Regions from separate parts of the Rattus norvegicus genome. Here region 1 is linked to region 2. The links are chromatin contacts, called in public Hi-C maps. All regions are on one chromosome and are shown on one strand. The core of a region is the stretch at or near the end of the contact, and the rest is flanking DNA. Distances in the headings are between cores, read along the strand shown.

The links. A called contact is a pair of places that touch in the nucleus more often than the background predicts.
Region 1: a contact with region 2 is called in a Hi-C map of liver, with 1.6 times the contacts expected there. The contact joins two enhancer-like sites. A contact is called at or near these places in 7 of 12 Hi-C or Micro-C datasets (Schwann cells, hepatocytes, kidney and 3 more).

What each region holds. Positions count from the first base shown.
Region 1 is chr18:56,369,653-56,375,807 of GRCr8, forward strand. No RefSeq gene overlaps it. Among named protein-coding and RNA genes, the nearest start is that of Synpo, 25 kb to the left of the region's middle. Within about 2 kb of position 2,924, at least 17 of the 93 cell types and tissues checked have an H3K27ac peak or open chromatin away from gene starts, as enhancers often do. A contact at or near this core is called in hepatocytes and liver, where this site is marked.
Region 2 is chr18:56,325,478-56,331,667 of GRCr8, forward strand. It overlaps Synpo (synaptopodin), which reads right to left. Exons shown (of 2, transcript NM_021695.2): 2 at 892-3,374. The coding sequence starts at 3,039. The coding sequence ends at 961. Among named protein-coding and RNA genes, the nearest start is that of Myoz3, 12 kb to the left of the region's middle. Within about 2 kb of position 4,919, at least 56 of the 93 cell types and tissues checked have an H3K27ac peak or open chromatin away from gene starts, as enhancers often do. A contact at or near this core is called in hepatocytes and liver, where this site is marked.

The DNA of each region.
Region 1 (6,155 bases), core at 1,674-4,173, 42 kb after region 2:
AGCATGGAGACGTGACTAGAATGATGCTAAGTCTCCCCCTACAAACACTGCAAGTCCCCCCAGCACTATGCACCTGGGGCCAGCCTTGGCTCAGCACATAAATCACAGCTAAGAGGTTAGGAGCTAGGGCTGAATGGCAGGAAAGGCAGGAGCCAAGGTAGCCTTGGACAGCTCCACCCGACCCAATCAGCCATTCAAAGGTCTAAGACTGAGACCAGAGGAAGCTCTTGAAATGCCACACAGAGGACATTCTTTTTCCCAAGGCCCCTGCCTTTGACCTTGAACACCAAACCCACCTGAGAACAAGATGGTCTTTTCCCCTCTGCCCCTGCTGGCTCTTGCTCTCCAAGCTGCACACACACACACACACACACACACACACACACACACACACACACACACTGGGTAGCAACTGGTCTTTCTGCTCTCAACTCATGGAATTGACATGCTGTTCGTTTGTGGGACCTAAAAGTCCCACAGCAGGTCACATCTGGTTCTCAACAGCTTTTATATGTGTAAGACAGGTCTCACATATCCCAAACTGGCCTCAAATAATAGATATCAGAGGATGACCAACTCCTGGCTATCGGAATTACAGGCATACACCACCACTCCTGGCTTACGCAAGATCAAACCCAGGGCTGTATACAAGTCGACAAGCAGTCTACTAACTGAGCCACATACTCTGCCCAAGAACGCAACACTCTTGAGAGCGGTTTCAATGCTAAGAGCATAAAAAGAGCCAAAGCACAGGACCTCAAGGAGTTTCTACCGAGTCCCAGTTTTCATTCATTTTTACAAGAGTAAATTTCCTCACAGCTTTGAGACGCTGTTTTACACTTTTTCCCCAGCATAAGTAAGATTAACAAACAGTCCTTGTTAAGAGGGGAAGTGGCAGTCCACAGGGCACTGTGACATGAGCTACCAATGGTATGTATGCTGGGCTTTGGAAGCACCGCCCTGGCCCAACCAGGACATTAGAGGCGAGAAGACGGAGACCAGGTGCTGGGCGGGGCCCTGTGCAGGAGAGCCTGGCAGGGCCTCCACCTGAATAGGAAGCAAGTTCCCCTCCAAGGCTCATTCTTCAGGGACAAACGTTCTTGGACTCGGGTTACTTGGCCCTCAAAAAAGTTTCTACTGACCAAAGAATGGAGCAGGGAGGCTCTCTGTCTTTCCTCAAGCCCAAGCCTTCACCCCTGTCAACCCATGCCTTCTGTCTGGGTCTAGACAGGCCCAACCCCCGTCCTCTTGGTAGCCATGAACATGCCATCTCAAGACTCACAATTAATTTCCTTACTTTCCAGGGCAATGGTGGCAAGGCCAAGTTCCTAAAGGTGAAGGATTGCTATGAAGGACAGAACAGATGGCAAAAGGCGGCCGCTGTTACCCTCCCTGTCTTCTGCTGGAGAATGGGCAGAGGTCCTACAAGCAATAGCATACTGATTGTGGCTTCAGAAGACATAGTGGGCAGTGGGCAGAAAGGAGCCTCCTATAGTGAGGACCCCCCACTGGGCCGGGAGAGAGGCTGTGTGAGCCCTGGGAGTCAATACACTTCTACTTAGAGATGGGCACACTTCCATTCATGCATGCAAGAACACGAACACACACACACACACACACACACACACACACACACACACACACAGACAGACAGAACCTTGGCATCTTCTTGTACTCTGATGAGCCTCAACACACACACACACACACACACACACAGAGAGAGAGAGAGAGAGAGAGAGAGAGAGAGAGAGAGAGAGAGAGAGAGCCTTCCTGCAGAGCCCTTAACCTGCCCTGGAGCATACCGCACGCCAACCTACACCTTTTCTTTCTCCCAGTCCCAAGCCTCAGGCTAGGCTTGTGTCCTTGTCCCGCTGCCTGGGAGGCACATGTGGTTTCAGTTAGCAGCAGAGCGGGCATTTCCGTCCCAGACAGTGGGACCCTGCCAGGGCCCCAGCTTCATAGGAGCCCACGAGAAGGGCCACCTCAGCTCCCACTCCTCACTGGACATCCCTGGGACATTTCTCCTCCGGAAAACTCTGCAGTCCTTTCCCACTGGCACCCCCTCACCTGGAGCTGGACTCTGCACACACTGGAGAGGAAGTCGGCGGTGCCCGGTCTCTGTCCACGGCAGCTCGCTGCCCACCGCCTGCCCGCCTGCCTCCTCTCTCTGCTGTCTCTAGCAGGCTGAACGGGATGGGAGGAGGGCAGGGTGTCAGGGGGCGGGCAGGAGGGAGGGGAGGGGGCGTGTGGAAATGAAACTTTAATAACAGAGCCCCTTTTGTTTCGGAGCATATGGGATATTTCATACATACTGAAGACATTAGCCGTCTATATTTTTAAGGGCTCAGGCGAAAAGGATGAATAAATACAGCCCATGTTCTACTCAACAAACACACACATGCAGCCTGCTGGCTTCTGGAGCACTTCAAACCCCAGAGAAATGGCCCCAGTGACACCAGACACTTCAGAATAAACATGTTTCCAAGCCTTTGGGCTTGGCTGGCCCCCACTTGGAGCCACCTGAGGCCTTGGGGCTCCATTTCCCCTGCACCACCTACCCTTGTACCTCCACATCTTCAGCTCTATAGAGAGAGGCGAGTCCCTGGAACCCAGTCCCATACTATCCCCTTTCTCAGGACCCCCAGCCCCCAGCCAGATCTCAAGTATCAGAGTTCCAAAACAACTTGGAAATCTCTGCCTTCCTCACTGTACAAACCGGGGCCAAGGCCCAGAAATAGGCAGGGACTTGCCTGAGGTCACACAGCAAACACATCAGGATCCTGAGCCAAGGGACAGTTCTGCTTCCTTCAACAGACGGTGCCCTATTTCCTCACCTCAAGGGTAAAGGTGGGGAGACCTCAGGACCAGGAGGCAGGGCCAGCATGTGGGCTGGGAGCATGCCCGCCTCTTTTTCCCACTGGAACGTTGCTTTGAGCACACACACACCCCCCATTCTGGGCATCTATCCAAGGACACCGTCGTCACGATAGGAACAGGGCCCGCCCCAGGAAATCCCCTTTAGGCCGGCAGATCCCAACAGGCCTGGAGGCCTCAGGTGCAAGAAAGTTCCCCTCTATGGCCGTTCAGCTCCCACTCCTCAGGTGCTTTCTTTCTGTCCTCCAGGAAGAGAAATGGGCCCAGAGAGGGCCCGACCTTAGAGAAGGCAGTGGGAGGCCAGAAAACAGACGCTTGCCCTCTGGAGCCTGTGTTTGCTGCGTGACTGTGTGACTGAACAGGCCTTCAGTTCCCTTCAGGCAAACCCTCGCATGGCATCACGCAGTGGTGCCACAGGGCTCAGTCACCTCCATTCCTGTTGGAGCTTAGTCTCTTCTTGCCAGCCGTCTGCTCGTCCCTTTGTCTAACTAAGTAGCACAGGGCATGACACCAAGAGTCCACGATGAACATGCGTGACTATGATAGGTTGCCTGAATCCCTGCCATGAGCTCCAGCCATTTCTAAGCCTTTGTAGCAGCCATGCATACATGGTACAGATGTCTCAGCCTCCATCTGCTCCGAGACCCTTCAAAGATATACTTTGCAGTACAGTGTACCACCCATCTCTGTTGGTAGTCACTGGCCTCAGGGTGCTCCTTCCCTGGGTCACATGGGTGAATGGTACAAGCCTGGACCTCCAGTCAGGGACTCCTGACTCCAGACCTGGCTACTGTGACCCAAATGTCACTCATACATCGCTTGCCCTCAACCCTGGTCCTGAGACTGCAGAACCACCACCATGCCACTTCATTTAATGAAGCCTGTTGTGGGCCTACCCTGCCTGTTGTTAGGCAGCACCCCTAAAGCTAGCTGTGATAAAGGACATTGGCCTGAATGCACGAGATCTGACTTTTTAGCCTCCATCCTACCATCAGTGACCTGCAAGAGTCCCTCTAAGGACATGTCCCCGTGCCCCATGAACAAAGTAGACAGAATCATCTCTCTGAGTGACAAAGGACGTGAGAGGACTTTCACCTACATGGTGATACCCTTCTCTGGAATTTCATGCTGTGTCTGGATCCCGACATTAAGTTCTATCTGGGTTCCAACAAGCCCTAACTAGTCTCCTTGCCCTTGGGTGGTCCTCAATGTAACCTTCACCCATCTCAGAGTCAGTCTGCTGGAACACCCCTTCCATTCCGACCCCCCAACAATGCATAGGCAGCACCTCCCTTCACCCCAGATGAATGGCTATACTGGGGGAGGGACATTTAAGATCCCACTTCAGTTCCCTTTCTCTGACACTCAGACTTTCCACTCAAGTTGGGTGTCCCTTTGGTCTCCAGGAAGCCAGCCATTCCACTGTCCCTTCCCACTTCTGTTGACAGCTTTCTGGTGAGAGGGGTCCATGAGCTCTGGGCACAGGCACAGAACTCTGTCGGTGAAGCTCAGAGACGTTTTGAAAGAGGCTTCTTGTGAGTTCTGGGCTGGGTTCTGCATTAGGACATTTTCTAGGTGAGGAGCAATTGTCTTGATTATAGTCATTTCAGACAATGATAACAATCCTGCCATGAGCAGAGCACAGACTGCTGGCGCTGTGGGAAGTGTTCTGTGAGCACTGTCCCTTTCCTGACAATTTTTTGAAGTTGGGAGGAGACTAAGCTGTAAGCCAACTGGCCCCAGCTTGTCCCTTTCAGAGCAGGTGTACATGAGGGGCCACAATCTTCAGCATTTGCTTCTCACTAATACATCACCTGACTCGAGGGCCGGCTGCCTCCGGGTCCTCTGACTTTTGAGCCCCTCGGGGAGGAAGGTGTGGCCTCGGATTTTTCTTTCTCTAAGGCAGCAGAACTGAGGACAGGGCTTTACTCCCAATTTAGCTCTCCACTCCACTGATCTGGGGAAGGTCCTCAGAGACAATGGACAGAGAGCAGTCAGTGCAGCCCATGTGGAACTCATGTCTGTGGCCGAAAGTCACAGATGTGACAGCACTAAGCATAGGTGATCTTACCTGCTGTTTCTCATCCAAGCCGGTTCATCTTTCCTTAGGCAACCTGGTGGGCCCTCGCTAGGATGTCTAACTTTGTGGGGCACCAGATTCTCATAGTGCACCATGCCCAGAATACTTAAGCTCAGGTCATGTTGGGTGTGTTGGTCCAGGTAGAGAAAGAGGCCAAAAAGGCTCCTGAGAATGAAGATCTCGAGTAGTAACTGAGTGACAGGAAGTTCCAGAGCCTAGAGACTCCACTAGATCAACTTGGTGAAAGCCACGGGAAAACAACAGGTGTTGTCTTGATTTCCCAAAGAAGGGCTCCTAGGATATTACCCAAGGTCCTTAAGTTCTAGGGACTTAAGCTGGACCCTTGCAAGCCCCAGTTTAGCCATCATGATACCCTAGCAGGATTCAGAATGAGGAGAGAGTCAAGGAGAATCCCATTTGCACTGGCTTCATGAGCACCGTTCATGAATCAATGTTTCTCTCCAGCTTCTACACCCTCACCTGCTTTCAGGATGGGGTATTTGAACCAGTACAAAAGTACCAAGCCTGACTGTGTCTCTGCTCCTTGCTCAGTGGGACTCTGCTATCCAGGCCTTATCTCCCCAGAGACCTCAAGAAAGACCTAGAGCTGTGAGAGGAACCAGGAGTCCTCACCCCTGCAGAACAGTCCACACTAGGGCCCCCTCTGACACATGAGCTGTCCCGATCGCATCACAGCAACGGAGTTGCTTTGGGGGTAAATTCCATCCAGATGTACAGAGGGTGGGGTGACTTCCTGACAGAGCAGGACAGTGAACTGATATGTGGGGCCACAAAGCCAGCTTGCCAGTGCCCAGGGAGCCCAAGATAGAACATTGACTTCCACAGAAGCCAAAGGAGGGATTTCAAGGCCAGGTTCTCTGTCTAGCCTCCTTGGTAGGCAGAGGGAACTGAAGCCTAGAAAGGCAAGGGTGATGGGGAGAGATTGGCTGGGTCGGGACCCCAGATGTCTCTGGCAGGAGCTCTTATGTTTGAGAAGTGCTGGATGGGAACTGGCTGGTAACCTCCTCCTCAAAAAGTCCCCAAGGAGCCTTGGATTAGGAGGGCAGAAGCGGGGGTCAGGAAGCGGAGACTGTGGTTGGGGATCACTAATCACCTCCAGATTAAACCGGAGACTATTCTGCATTCCGTTTATAGAGGGGATAGCATGAGGAAGGAGGCTGTGGGGTAATATTACAAATGG
Region 2 (6,190 bases), core at 3,669-6,168:
TGTGAACAAGGGAAAACTAAGGCCTAGAAAGGAGAAGTGAATTGGCCAAAGCTCCCCAGCAAATGGGAGGTGTGGGTGAGTCTAGGACACCCTTCTGTTGTCTCTCCCTGGACCTTGAGCCTTCGCATCCTGGTGGCTTCCTTCAGTCTGGGAGATCTTGCCCGAGGTCACTATGTCACTAAAGGGTCACTCTCCTAGCAGCACATTCACATCTGCATAGCTGTCTAAAGGACACTCTTCTCGGGGGTTCCCCAGGGATGTCCCTCATCCCAGAACAGTGAGGGCAAGGCAGTTGGAAGCAGGACTGAGGTCTGGGCCCAGGAGTCACCCTCCCTGTGGACAGTCAGGTCCTGGAGAGGGCACGGAGGCAGCAGAGTCTCAGAGAGCAGGAGGACAAGCGTCAGAAAGGAGTGGTGCACTAAGTCCACAGGCAGCAGAGGACTCAGGAGAGGAGGTGGAGTCAGGCAAAGCTCTCTGAGGCAGGAGAGAGAAAATGTCCAGAAGGCAGAGGGGGAAGAAGCGCCCTGTGAAGGTGAGAATCCAGAAGCAGGAAGCCAGAGGCCAGGAGCCTGAGCCCTATGAGTAAGGCACACCCAGAGCTTGCAGATTCACAGATGTCAGAAGACTGTTCCAGAAGTCCCCGTGAGGACACCTCTGGGCCTTCTCCAAGCAAGACACTGCCACCAGACTCCCATCCCTGAAGCTTGCAAGGCCAGGGAAAGACTCTCTGCTCATTGGGACCCTCTGAGGGTTTTCTTTCTCCGTGATACCCCTCATCGCCCTGATATGGCGTCTAAGCCCCTTTGTCTGCAGCTCAGAGAGGGGAGATGGTCCACCTACAGTCACATGCCAGACCTTGAACCGTAGACGTCCATCTTTCTCACTAAGCCCTGAGCTAGATCCTGCCACATCTTCTCTCTGGCCCTCCGAAAGGGGGGACAAGACAGGCACTGGGATGTGTTACTTGAAGCAGAAGGAAGGTTTCCACACCTGGGCCTCGATCCCAGCATTCCGGGTGGAGAAGGAAGGCCTGGGGGCCTGCTTGGCTCGAGGAGACCACGCCCTGGAGGGAGACACGGGGGAGATATCACTGCTGTAGGTGGGGCTCACGGCAGTGGGCTGGAGGCTGTCCTGGACTGGGGCATTGTAGAGGCCTGGGGAGGAGCGGGAAGGCCGAGGAAGCGCAGGAGACGGTGGGAGGCCTGCTCTGGGCAGGTTGGGCACCAGGTCCAGGGAGCTAGGCTTGGCCGGGGAGGCAGCACGAGGTGAGACAGTGCGTGACGAAGCGCGTGACGAGGTGGCACGTGATGAGATCTTGGCAGGTTCCTTGACCGGCGACAGAGCATAGAGTGAAGGCCTCATCTGGTGTGGCTGCTGCTTGGTAGGCTCTGGGCGCAGGACTCCATTCTCTGGCAGATAGCCGTGGTAGAGAGAGGCAGGCGGAGTCCGCGCTGGGCTTAAGGACGCCACTCGGAAGCCCCCAGGGGCATTAGTGGTGTACTTCCAGGATGAAGGCAATGACATAGTAGGTGAAGGGCAGCGAGCCAATTCCGCATGGCCTGACGACTCTATGACGTATTTCTCCATCCGTGACTGGCGGCGGGCATAGAGCTCAGCCCCCTTCCCTGAGGCCTCTGAGAGATTCTGGTTGGGTTTGGGCTTCGGCTTAGCCTGGATACGGGGTGACTTGAGGCAGGAAGCCCATTCAGGGACAGTCTCCTCAGCTGCCGCAGGGCCGGACCTGTCCCGAGCTATTGGCTCCTGCTGGAAGTTGGAGGCCTCAGCTCCCAGGGCAAAGGGCTCGTCTTCCATGCCCACCTCCCCTTGGTCTCTCTGCCTCCGCTTCTCATCAGCTGTCTGCACGAGGTCCAGCAAGTCTGGATTCGGCGTCACCTTAGGCTTCTCCACGAACGTGAACATTGATTTCCGGCTGCCTCGGCGTGCCATAGATTCTTCCAAAATTCCTGTCTTGTTGGCAGGAACTACCTGGCCCTTCAAATGGGGAGGCTTGGGGTCAGAGCTGGGATACAGAGTAGAATAAGAGGGAGGAGACCTAACCTGGGAAGCCACGGGGGCTGTTGACAAAGTCTCCGCATAGGTGGGGGGTGGGGTAAAGTTTCCTAAGGGGCGTCTCTCTACAACCGGGCTTCGCTGCCCAACCAGCCTCCTTTCTACCATGGGACTGCGGGCCATTATGTGCCTCTGTGGCTGGGGACTCCTATCCGCCATACTGCTAGCTGGGGGAGCCCAGGCCTTCTCTCCAAAATGTCGTCTTCCCATCATGGGACTTTGCTCTATCTGGCTGGTAGTCCCTGGCGACTGCATCCCAAATGGCCTGGCGGTCCTGTTGACCACGGATGCAGGCTTGGCTAGTGTGAGATGTACTTCACTATACACCTTAGTGGGCGTGGTGACAGCTGCATGTCCAGACACCTCTTGTTCTGCTGATGCCACTAGGGTGCTAGGCTGCATGCCAATGAGCAGAGAGCTGGACATGAGATCTGCAGCTGGTGGCCCAGAGCTGGAGAGGGGAGTAGCTTCTCTAGAGAAGGGGCTGGCGGCAGATGGTGGAGCGGACACCTTGTCAATCAGGAGAATGCTGGACCTCACTTCCTCTGCTGGCACCGGGCGCTGCCCATCATCAGCGCTTGGAGTGTTGGGTTTGGAATCAAGCGTGCCATTCGGGGAACACTGTGTCTCAGATGAATTTTGTTGGACAGGGGTGATAGTGGCTGGGGGGTTTTGATTGACATCAGCGGTGGGTTGGTTGTGGTGGCTGTTAGAGGCTGCTGTGGTGAGCGTGGCATTGGGAGAGGAGGGGTTCTGGTTGATATCTGCAGCTGGGCTGGGCACTTCCTCCGTTTCAGGAGGGTTTGGTGAGGACTGCTGGGTCTCTCGGTTCTGGGACAGGTGCAGTCCATTAGCTGTCAGCAGGGCTGCATTCTCCTTTAAGTAAACTACCAATGGTACTTCTTCCTCCTCACTGGCAACCTTCTCCAGGTGCCGCAGCAGACTGGCTTCCTCTGAGTACCCCTCCATGATGTGGCCAGGGACCCCTCGGCTGGGGCTTTGGGAGCTGGAGTGCTTTGGAGAGCCTGGCTTCGATGGAGAGGTAGGATTCACACTAAGCCCTGGGGCATGGCCTATGGGGCTGGAAGGATGCCCTGTTTGAAGGGCCTCTTGGCTGAGCTTTGGTGACCTCTGGCCTCGGCTCTCCAAGGTGAACTCGTTCACCCTCTGCCTGCGCCTGTTGAAGAGCTGGACCCCTCGGGAGTTGGAGCTGGGAGGGGTGGTGAGCTGGGCTGCAATCCGCTGGCTCCTCTCCTTGGCCTCCTTCAGATCCTTTTCTGTGAAGCTGGTGCTCCGGCCCAAAGCTGCAGAGAACACAGGCCTGGTTAGCAAACGGACGTACGGACGGACGGACAGTCAGTCACTACGCCCTCCTACATCTCTTTGAAATCTGATCTTTGCTCCGTTTCCTAGAATCAGCGGTCATGAAGATACAAGGGTGAAGCTGATTGGCTGTCCAGAATAGCCTGTCTGTCCCTTTGGACTGCCCTGGAAGGTTGTAACACAGCACTTCTCCAAATGAGTCATGCCTCCAACTACATCTCCCATGGTCCCTCTGGCCACTGACCGCTCTCACCCCCTGAGAGTGTTTTACATCAACTCTGTCTCTCCTCTTTACCTAAGAAGGGGAAGAGGCCGGAAGGCAAGGCTAAGGCCCCATATATGCTAGGAATATCCTCTTCCCCGACAGCACGCCCTCCCCTCAGGGGCCTTCCTGTCTCCTCTCCGATCTCGTCTCTTCTTGCACAGCACTCATTCACCACTGTCCGAAATCAACGAGTTTGCTTATCTCCTGACTGACCATCCATCTCCTCACCTCAAGCACAGCTCCGAAGGCCTCGTCTGACGTGTTTACCTTTCTGACCTCAATTCCAAGAATAGATTCCCTAAAGATTCCCCAGTGTGCAAAGCCCAGGACACCTTACGCATTTCTCTCTTTATACTTTCAAAGTTTGGTCATTTGCTTGATATCATTTTAGAACTGGGCCACTAAGTTGTTTTTTAAGGCCTTTCAAATTTATCATTATTGATGTGGGGAGGCATGTACCATGTTTACACATGTGGAGGTCAGAGGATAATTTTGTCTCGTTCTACCTTTACACGGGTCCTGGGAATCAAACTCAGACACCAGGCTTGCACAGCAAGTACCTTTACCTGTTGAGCCATCTCTCCTGCCCCTAAGACTTCTTTTTCGGAAAACATATTAATATGCAGGCATGGTGATACATGCCTATAATCCCAGCACTTGGGAAAGCAGAGGCAGGAGGATCTTTGCAAGTTCTAGGCCAGCCCGGTCTACATAACATGCTCCAGGACAACCAGGACTAATGTCTCCAAAAAATAAAATGGTTAACACGTTTTAGTTCTAAAAAATAAAAACATGAAAAAGTAGCCGTGTCCCCAACCCTAATTATAACACATCAAATCAAGAGACCACGATCCAGTTTCTCCTACACCCTTCCCCATTTTTTTCCTCTCACTTTTGTTAAGATAATTATTTAAAAATTTGTACATGCTAACATAAGCCAAGTGATACCCTGGGCTAATGTCAACGCTCCCTGTGTTCATTCATCTTGTTCTCCCCAGTGTACTGAGAGGCAGCCACTGGGCAGCTGTGTGAAGAAGTTCAGAGATTCCTGACAGACCCAAGGCCGTACAGCTCCAGGTGGCAAAGGCTGAGTCACTCCATAGCTGTGCTCAAGGTCCTTCTGGGGAAAGAATCGGTGGGACATGGCAAGGACAGAGGTCACTGGTCGGCCTCCTAACAAGTGAGGTAATCATTTCTTTCTGCCCACAGTGCCCAGCTGGCACGCACTCCGGCTGCCATGCTGTTGAACAATGAATAAACAAATAGTCGCCTGAACAGATGAGTCACAGGCAGCTGGAGGGATCAGCCTATGACCAGGGTCACAGCTTACCCAGTGGCTGAGAAAACCCCTCCCCCACTGTGGGAAACTAATTAGCTCTTGAGGAATCTGACCCTGCCCTCTCTCCTAACTCACCCTAATTAGCCCTGGCCCTGACAGGCTGATGGGTCTCCAGGGACAGTCTTTCTAGGCATCTTGCCAGCCTGGCTCTGAGTTCGTGGACTCTGAGAGATGGGAGTGCCTCGATAGAGGAGATTGGTAGTTCACCATTATCCCATTTTATAGATAGGGAAACTGAGATCCAGAGAGTATCCCAGGGCAAAGTCGACTGGCCCCCATGCTGGGGTCAGCAGGTACAATCCTTGCTTCGTGGCTTTCTGGCTCTATCCTCCAGTCTACTACTCCTGTAGCTTCCCCCTCATGCCACAACGACAGCACATAGCCTACCCCACCTGTACCCCAACACCTGGTGGTATTCCTCTTCTGCCCCAGTTACCCCCTCTGTAAAACATAAAGGCTTTAGCCAGACCACTCCCCTGGGACAGCTGAAGATGAGGTTTCCAGGCACACAGGAAAGTCTTTAGGAAAGGTTTGGACCATGCAGTGACCGTCTCCCTCCTCTGTTCTGCTTTAAAACAGGTCTCCTGGCCCAAAGCCAAGTTCTCCGGCTGGGTTATCCCTAGGGCTCTGGCAAACTCTTATCCTCTCTCAGAGTCATGGGCTCTGAAAGGTTTGGGGGCCTCCATGAGGTCATACGTACAAGGGATCTGACATCATCAAGTCTAGGGCAAAGGGCAAAGAAGGCTCATGCTACCCCAGGAACAGCAGGCCCCTGTGACCCGACTCTGCTCATGAGGACAGACATTTCCCAATCCTTATCCTGCAAAGCACATTTCATTCACAGCACAGATCAGGATCCTGAAAGCCTCACATCAGGGGACTCTGGAGACATGGAGAAGCACCACAGAGTCTCAGCAGCTTGGAGGTGGTTGTCATGGTACAATTCTCCACTCGATTCTTGCATCCCTAAAGCCAACACCCCTACATGTGCAAAACTTATTGACACACCCATGTGGCATGGACTCGTGACTTAGTGTGTTTCTGCTCTACCCCCAACCCCGGCCACACCAGCGAACAGCTTCTCCTTGCAACCTGACAGTCCTGCAGAGATTCACGGGGGCAACCCCATCATGTGTGACCCAGGACACGGGGCCCACCAATGTTCCTTCTGACACACTTGTAGCAATTTGCAG